2 separate regions of the Sus scrofa genome follow, and region 2 is linked to region 1. A link is a contact called in public Hi-C data. All regions are on one chromosome and are shown on one strand. The core of a region is the stretch at or near the end of the contact, and the rest is flanking DNA. Distances in the headings are between cores, read along the strand shown.

What was found. Hi-C and Micro-C count contacts between places; a contact is called where the count stands out from the background.
Region 2: a contact with region 1 is called in a Hi-C map of psoas muscle, with 2.3 times the contacts expected there. The contact joins two enhancer-like sites. A contact is called at or near these places in 1 of 47 Hi-C or Micro-C datasets (psoas muscle) and 1 of 2 datasets of contacts at active chromatin or transcription factors (skeletal muscle).

The regions. Positions count from the first base shown.
Region 1 is chrX:89,934,661-89,938,937 of Sscrofa11.1, forward strand. No RefSeq gene overlaps it. Among named protein-coding and RNA genes, the nearest start is that of ACSL4, 99 kb to the left of the region's middle. Within about 2 kb of position 1,426, at least 9 of the 83 cell types and tissues checked have an H3K27ac peak or open chromatin away from gene starts, as enhancers often do. A contact at or near this core is called in skeletal muscle, where this site is marked.
Region 2 is chrX:90,250,081-90,254,762 of Sscrofa11.1, forward strand. It overlaps TMEM164 (transmembrane protein 164), which reads left to right. Exons shown (of 6, transcript XM_021080004.1): 4 at 3,830-3,908. Among named protein-coding and RNA genes, the nearest start is that of MIR652, 86 kb to the left of the region's middle. Within about 2 kb of position 2,816, at least 7 of the 83 cell types and tissues checked have an H3K27ac peak or open chromatin away from gene starts, as enhancers often do. A contact at or near this core is called in skeletal muscle, where this site is marked.

The sequences.
Region 1 (4,277 bases), core at 176-2,675:
GAGGAGGCAGACTGGGAGAGCAGAGAAATAGATGAGGGAGATTGAGAGGTACAAAGATAAATTAAAAGATGAATGAGTCAAAGGTATGAAATGTACAGTGTGGGAAAAATGGTCAATAATTAGATAATATCTTCATATGGTGACAGAAGACAACTAAACTTATCATGGTGATCATTTTGAAATGTACAGAAATATCAAATCACTACATAGTGTTATGTGTCAGTTATATTTCCAAAAAAACCCAACAAACTCATCGAAAAAGATATGAGATTTTTGGCTACCAGAGGAGGGGCTAGGAGTCAAGAGGCATCAGATGAAGGCGGTCAAAACATACAGACTTCCAGTTATAAGATAAATAAATAATAAGTTCTAGGGGTGTAAAGATACACAGCTGTATGTTATATATGAAAGTTGTTAAGAGAGCAAATCCTAAGAGTTTTCACAAGGAAAAAAAAATGTTTTTCTGTTTCTTTAATGTTGTATCTATATGAAATGATGCTTTTTTTTTTTTTTTTTTTTTTTTGTCTTTTCAGGGCCACATCCACAGCATATGGAGGTTCCCAGGCCAGGGGTCGAATCGGAGCTGTAGCTGCCAGCTTACACCACAGCCACAGCAATGCTGGATCCTCAACCCACTGAGTGAGGCCAGGGATCAAACCCACATTCTCATGGATACTAGTCAGGGTCATTAACCGGTGAGCCATGACGGGAACTCCGAGATGATGGATATTCACTAAACCTACTGCAGTAATCATTTCATGATGTATGCAAGCCAAACTATTATGCTACACCTTAAACATATACAGTGCTCTATGTCAATTATAGTTCAATGAAATTGGAAGGGGAAAAAAAAGATACACATTTCTGGACAGAATAGTACACATGGAGAAAAATACATAGAAGATGTAGACTTAATTCTAGAATATTAGGCTGATATTTGGATCTTGCGGCTCAGCGAGAATAATTTATCTTACTATATGGTTCCATGTCATATACGGTTGGGGAAGAAAGAAGATGAACCTACACCTAAAAACCACCTATTATGTGCCAGGCACCACCAGTCACTTACTGATCCGGCAAATATTTATTGACTGCTTGGTATGTTTACACAATTTTTTTCTTTCCTAAACCCCACACAATAAGGATTATTTCCCATATTTTAGGGATGAGAAACTGAAAGTTCCGAGAGGTTAATTAATTGCTCAAGGTCAAACAGGAAATGTAAAAGTGGAAGAAGGCCAAGAACCCTGGCCTTCTTGGACTCGAAGCATGAGTTGCTAGCCTTAATCCCACACTAGTGAAAACACTGAGGCCTAGCCAGGCGAAATGGTTGACCAGATGTCACAAGTAACAAAGTGGTGGAAAGTACTCCAGGCTTTTGTTCTCTGGGTAAGACCATCTGAGGAGCCAGCACCTATGACCTATCTCTGGGGCTCCGCCAAGAACCTTGGCACTGCTCGGGCTGCCTTCTCCAGAGCAGCCATGCCCGTATGCTCTTGTTTCCAGCAGAAGCGATGATATTAGATTACAGGCTTCCCTGGATGAAGTGACAAATGGCTTTTTCAACCTGCCAGCTGCCTTACGGAATCCTCCGAGGCAGACTTTCCTCACAGGGCGGACTCCAAAGAGTCAGCTCTTGGTAACACTATTGTTTGACTTCATATTTTGGCCTACCACCAGCTTGTGGTGAAAGAATCTAGCTTTTGGCTAGCCATTCCTCATTTGCAATTGCTCTAGTCTCGCCCCTTTAGCTGCCCGTGGAAACCTTAGACAGTATTTTATATCTGTTTCTTAAATTAGGGCTGCTTTTTGTCCAAGTCCCTCCTCCTCACACCAGATCTGTTAAAGGATATTGGCCTTGAAGATCAAAGCTCTGATGGCGTTCATTAGGACCCAGAAGCTCTCATGTAAAGGAAATAGAAAAAAAAAAAATTGCTTCAGAAGCTCCCTGAGAATATAGGAGCTATATACTGCTTCAGAGATCAGACAGAGCTGTTAGCCCCACCTTCCAGAGGTTAATGGTGAAAGACTTGACAGGGCAATCAGATTGTCTTAGGATCTGAGTCGCATGCCCACACTCACACCTACGCTTCTACTGTTTCCATGACAACAGGGGGGGCACTGACACTCTTCTGTCTCTTACACAGAATAGCGCTCCTGATTTGCCCACTGTTAGTCCTTTGCTTGTACGGTTCCTTGGAGTCTCCTGGATCAGTTGCCCAAACAAGATTCCAGGAAAATATAGAAAGGAACTCTGGCTTGTCCGCTCCTTAGAATGAAATAGAAATAGCGGGGGGGTTATTGAGCGACATCTACAGCTAGTTTGCCCAGGGCCATGTACCTCCAAAAGAGTGATCTTGACCTCCAAGAAGGTTCTAAATCACAAGGCAAATAACCAAACAGGCAGGACTTAGACATTTCCTGGGCTGAGGGCATTATTGGCACCCTTTGGAATGCCAGGGTTGACCACTTACAATATCATTACCATCAAGAGAAGAATACCGTGTTTATTATAGCGTATCCCTTTTGACTCTTAAGATTTCTCAGAATCACCACTCTATTTATGGAACCACTGGGGATACTTCCTTGGAAGCCTGAACTACCCAAGTACATCCTTTGCTAAATGATGACCTTGAAAAATCCAAGATTATCTATTTCTGGAAACCAATTCTACCAGAAGGTTTCACTCTGGATGTGGTTAGTGCTTTTGGTTTTCCAGTGGTAACAGACTCCAAGCCCCTCTACCCCAGCCCCCGTGGTTATAGGACTGCCTAGAGCACCTGGTTGTCAAAACAATATACACATCATGAGACCAGGCCCTCATTTTAAAATTAGATGTTAGAAGAAACTGGAGTTCCTGTCATGGCTCAGTGGCTAACGAACCCGACTAGTATCCATGAGGACACGGGTTTGATCCCTGGCCTTGCTCAGTGGGTTAAGGATCTGGCGTTGCCATGACCTGTGGTGTAGGTTGCAGACGCGGCTCGGATCCTGCGTTGTGTGGCTCTGGCGTAGGCCAGTGGCTACAGCTCCGATTAGACCCCTAGCCTGGGAACCTCCATATGCCGCAGGAGCGGCCCAAAGAAATAGCAAAAAAAAAAAAAAAGAAGAAACTTATAGAAAAATGGAACCCATATCTTTCATTTTTTGAGAGAAACCAGCTAGTCCTCCAATCTGTACTTCTCCAAAGCAATGTTTGCTGCAGAGATAATGGGGGTGGGAGGATTTAGATATGATATGTTGGGAGTTCCCGGTGTGGCTCAGTGAAAATGAATCAGACTAGGAACCATGAGGTTGCGGGTTTGGTCCCTGGCCTTGCTCAGTGGGTTAAGGATCCGGTGTTGCCGTGAGCTGTAGTGTAGGTTGCAGATGCTGGTGTTGCTACCACTGTGGCGTAGGCTGGCAACAACTGCTCCGATTAGACCCCTAGCCTGGGAACCTCCATATGCCACAGTGCGGTCCTCAAAAGACAAAAAGACAAAAAAAAAAAAAAAAGATATGATATCTTTGATGCTCTGGAGATTTTTTTCAATATGTCTGAGATCTAGACTTCCATTTCATCCTGGTGGCTAACTGAAGATTCCAATGGCTGGTAAATAGAACCAAGTTCCATTGTCTAGACCCCCATTCTTTAAGTGAACACACACTCATTTTGTGTCTTCTGAGCCCAAGGCATGGCACATTGCTAAATACTGTCTACAAACATTGTTTTTCCACCTTTTTTTTTTCTTTTGGTAATCTCTCTTTCTCTATTTGTTCTTTCTCAAAACCAAGCCAAAATAGATAGAGGATGATTTCTACTATGTGCAAGGAAAATCCATCTGCACATTTTATTTAGCATGTGACTTCGAGAACATTTCGTGAAAATTACCCACTCTCATGGAAAAGGTGGAACTGGGTCTAGTTCATAGAAGATTTTTTAGTTAAATAGTTCAGTAAGTATAAACAAGTATGTTATGTCTGGGAAGCCAGGATTTTCCAAACTCAGATATAGGAGAATATTTTTATCTATCGACTCTGATAATACTTTATCATTCACCCACCAAAGGCAAGGGTAGTGATTTTTTTTTTTTTTTTTTTTTTTTTTTTTTTTTGCTTTTTAGGGCCACACTAGTGGCATATGGATGTTCCCAGGCTAGGGGTCTAATCGGAGCTACAGCTGCCAGTCTACACCACAGCCACAGCAACATCAGATGCAAGCTGTGTCTGCGGCCTATAACACAGCTCACGGCAATGCTGGATCCTTAACCCTATGAGTGAGGCCAGGGATCTTACCC
Region 2 (4,682 bases), core at 1,566-4,065, 320 kb after region 1:
GGAGGCACCCACCACTCGAGAGGGCTGTAGGGATAGCCGTGTCCTCAGAGCGGGGACCAGGTTTTTGTCACAGAAGGAAGAGATTGCTCAGGGAAGACTTTGAGGACAGAGGGGATTTGGCTAATGGCAGTGGCTTCCAAAGGCTAGAGGGAAAGGGTTTCAGGCACTGGGGAGCAGGGGGCGATGGGGTCAGATTCAGGCTTGTACAGGACCGTATGGAGATTTGAGTTCACACGTTGGGCGGTGACCTGGGAGCCTTGGCTTTTTGTGCTGCCTGAAGTAACAGAGACGCAGGGCAGGCACACTGGGATCGGCGGTCTCCATGGCAAGAGTGTGGTGGGAGGGCTGTCAGGGTGGAGGGCTGGGAAGGGTCTTGCCATGGATGGAGCCTATGCACCTCATGTGTCAGGCAGGCAGTCGGACTCCAGAAGCCTGGAGAACTTTACCAGTCTGCCTTCTAAAAAAAAAAAAGATGACTTGGATGTGAGAAGGAGGTTACAACCTATGTAGCTTAAGACATTTTTATTGCTTTTGGCTTTCATTTGCAGTGATCGTAAGACTTTTGGTCTAAAGCCTCAGGAATCCTCCAGCTGAAAAGGAGCCCAGATATGTACGTTAGAGTGGAGCTGCAGATGGGAGTTCTGAAGGGTAGAGATGAATTAGCCAAGGTGAACTGCTTCTGGGGGAAGGATGACATTTTACAGATAGTGTTTATAAAATGGGGAAAACAGGGTGGGGAGGCTCCACGAGCAAGTTCCTGGGACTTGGCACAGATTCACCGCTCAGTAAAGAAAGCTGCCTTTTTTGCTGCTCCATAGCTGAATGTCCTTCACTCCACTGCCCTGCCGCTTCTCCTTTAGATTTTTTTTTTCTTTTTTAACATCTCTGTGCCTTCGTGTCCTTTTCTGTCAAGTGGGGATGATCACAGCCCTTGCTTCGCAAGCACTTTGCAATAATTAAATGAGATAACACAGGTGAAAGTACTTAATGCACTGCATGGTCCCTAAGTACTTAATAAATAGTCTTTGTTATTAAACGGTCCCTGATAGGTTCTTGCTTGCTTTCAGCGCCCCTCTTCCTGCCACATGTGTAGTTTTCTTATGTTACAAACCACCCCTTCTCTTTCATCCCCTTCCCTTCCTCTCCCTGTTTTCCCACACTTTCTCCTCCCTGGTCCTGGCTGTCAGTGGTGCCCACACCTAGTTGAATCCTCTCTGTAGCCTTCCAGGTGGGGAACTCTTGAAAAGGGGGGAGGGGGCGCCCTCAGAGGAAGGATGCTGCTGGTGGGGGCAGTCTCCCGGCCACCCCAGCTGAGCTCTGTGACCGAGGTTCCTCCAGAGCCACAGGGCAAACGGGGGAGCCTGTAGTGCAGGCCAAGCTTGGCCACTGTGTGATGTGGGGCCCGGGGCCACAGTGGGGGCAGAGCAGGCTGTGAGGGTGGGGATCGGGTAAACTGGGCCGGACTGGGCCCGGCCCCCAGGTGGAGGACGTTTGGGATCCTGCTGTGGCTAATGTGCTTCTTTACCACGCGCTTGTTAGCGCCGGCTCCTCTCCACTGCGCAGCTCCCGCGCGCAGCTCCTCTGCGCATCTCCACTGCGCAGCTCCCAGGTGTCTGGCCTTTGCCAGAGGGAAGGAGCGGGCGGTGGGTGGCGGAGCGTGTAGGTTACGAGGATAAACTCCAGAGCTGGACTGCCTGGAGTTTGCAGCCTGGTTCTGTCACTGATGTGCCCTTGGGTGAGTTAGCCATCTTCTGTGTGCCTCCATTTCTCACCTCTAAAATGGAGTTCGTGGGAACATGGTGCCAAAACCGGGGTGGAGAGGTTAAGCGACTTACCCGAGGGCACGGGGCTATTTAGCCTCAGAGTCAAATCTAGGGCAGGGATTTGCCAAACTCCAAAGTCCGTGCTTGAGGCCGCAATGCTGAACTGCCTCCCTGGCCGCACACATGGGGGACTTTGCTTTCCAGGAGGGTGGTGGGGAGGGGAGAAGCGTGTGGGGCAAAAGCGGCTGGAGTCTGAGAGTTCAGCAAAGGTAGTGGGGGCCTGGCTGGGATCGGGTCAGTGTGCCCGCGGCCCGGTTCTCTGCTCCCTGCTGTAGGAATGCAGCCTGGGTGCCCAGGCTCCCATTCAGGGAGCGGTCGAGCCCCTTAGGTACCTGAAGATTCGCAATATAGGCACAGAGCTGGGCCTTCCTGAAACGTTGCCTCCTTTCTGTGTCAAGTCATTTCCCCTGCCGCCACCCCCGCCTTTCCTCATCTCTCAAATGGGGATAATGATACTTTACCTGCCCACCTCCTGGGGTTTTCCAGAGGACCGAGGAGATCATGGATGTGGGGACGTTAGAAAAAGCATAAAGCAGCACCCAGATTTCAGCTAGTGGAGTGATCCCAGACCCCATCACCGTGAGGTCTCCAAAGTTACCTGGTGCGGGTCATGTCCACGTGGTCTACGGAGACGCGTGGACCCTCATTTCTTGTTCTTGGTTTTGCTCTTTCTTTCCGTGAGCATAAAATCATGGTCGAGCATCAGCTGGGGCCGTGGGAAATTTTCCTTCTGCGTGAGTTTCTGTTTTCAAGCTCCAGAGCAGGTGACTCTGGCCCGGGTCTGCGGTCATCCAGGCTCCCATGGCTGGGAGCTCCGCAGTCTTTTGGTTTCAGTTCTGTGCTCACCCTGGAGGGCCCAGGGAAGCAGCTGATCCTTGCCCTGGGTGTCCTTGTCACTCTGGGCTTCCCTTTGGGGAATGTGTGTGTGTGTGTAGGGCTGTGTAAGCCTCGGATGCCAGGCCTCTTGCCAGCTGCTGCAGTTCTTTTCCTGGAATTGAGTTGGCCTCCCAGCTGTTTCCACTCTACCCGCTGCCAAGCATTACGGCGCGGTCCCCATGCCAGGTTGAAAGCACGCTCTGCTTTGGTAATTTCGAGCTTCCATTTTGAGAGAGATGGGAAACACCAGTGAATGAGTGGGCGTGTTGGTGGAAGGAGGGTGGGGAAGTTCTTTTTGGCAAGCCGTCCCAGAATTGGCCCAGGCGCTTGGTCTTCACCCAAAAGTAGGGCTAACCCTGGCCTGACCCCAAGTATCCAGTGGCGAAACTCTTTATTCTTGGATCTAGAACTAACCAGACCTAGCAGTCAACTTTTTAAAAAAAATCTGAAAAATGGGGATAATAAATCCTACCCCATATAAATCCTAGCCCATATATTGTTCCTGTCAGGCGAGACATAAGCTTTTAAAGTAGTCCCGTCACCAGGAGCAGGAAGCAGTGTGAGGTTGTGTTTCCTCAAGCACATTCTGCAGAACATACACAGAAGTGCTATGTTTTACAGAGGCGCTGGCTAAGTTTGGGAAACAGTAGATAAACCTTTTCTTCTTTTTTTTTTTTCCGGGTCACAGGGTGCGGGGGCATGACGTAGGATGTAGGATTCCCAGACTAGGGATTGAACCCAGGCCATAACAGTGAAAGCACCGAGTCCTAACTGCTAGACCACCAGGGAACTCCTCTAGATAAGAAATGTTAAGCAGCCTTCTTGTAGAGACAACATAGGTCCTTAATATGCCGCTGATATACATGGTGGCCGGTCTCCAAGGGGATGAAACATTTGTTACATTTTTAACCAAACTTTCTGGGTGGAGCATTTTTCAAGTCCTATCTCCCAAAATACACTTTGGGAGATGCTGGCCTGGGCCATAGGTGTATTTCATTTGTTTTTGTCTAATGATGAGGGGAGTTGAACTAGCTGAAGCACACGGGGTCGAGCGAGGGCATTCACCTTGAGAATCTATTGAAACAAGTGCTTCCTGCTCTGAAACACCTCTCTCCCTCCTGTCCTTGCAGCTCCCCTTTGAATTGGAGATTTACTACATCCAGCATGTTATGCTCTACGTGGTGCCCATCTATCTGCTTTGGAAAGGAGGTAAGGCCCGCAAAGCCCGCCCGGGTGCCACCCCCACACCTAGCCGCTCCCTTCTGCTTGGGGGGCCCACAACCTCTTGGGTGCCTATCAGGACCTTAAGGGGCTGCCAGGCTGGGTCTCTGCAGCACGTTTGATGCCAGACACCAGGCAGTGGGGCAGTGGGCCTGGATGAGGCCTGCAAAGAACCTGGTGGCTTTGCAGAGCCACCCTTTGTGTAGGTGGGCTCCGTGCTACTTGTAGCCTGTCCTCGGGCCCAGGCCTTGTGCTCTTCATCTGTGATGGCACGGGGCTTGCACAGAGTCCCCCCCCCACACCCTCTGTCACTCACTTCTGCTGGTCCCTTCTCCCTGCCTCGGTGTACAGTACAGAGAGAAGGACCTTATGCCTTGGTTCATTATATCTATCCTCAGAACCAACAAGGAATTGACAGAACGTTGTAAATAAACTATAATAAAAAAATTTAAAAAAACCAACAAGGATATTGGAAAGGGCAAGAAGCCCAAGAACTATGGGATCAAAGGAGGAGGCAGATGAGAGGGGAGCGACCTTCCTGTAAAACAAGCCATGGAACCCTGCATTAGGTCCTGAGGGTGAGACCACCAGCTTGGTAGAGACAGCCTAGAAAGGAAGCTGATATCTTTGTGACCTCACCGTGACCCTTAACTCATCCCCTCCCTGTATCGTGTAGTAGACAGAAGGGAAGGGGAGTTCTGTTCCTTCTAGACTAGTTGTGAGAGCCCCGCTCTCAGTGCTCCTGCCTTCTGAAAGGCCCTA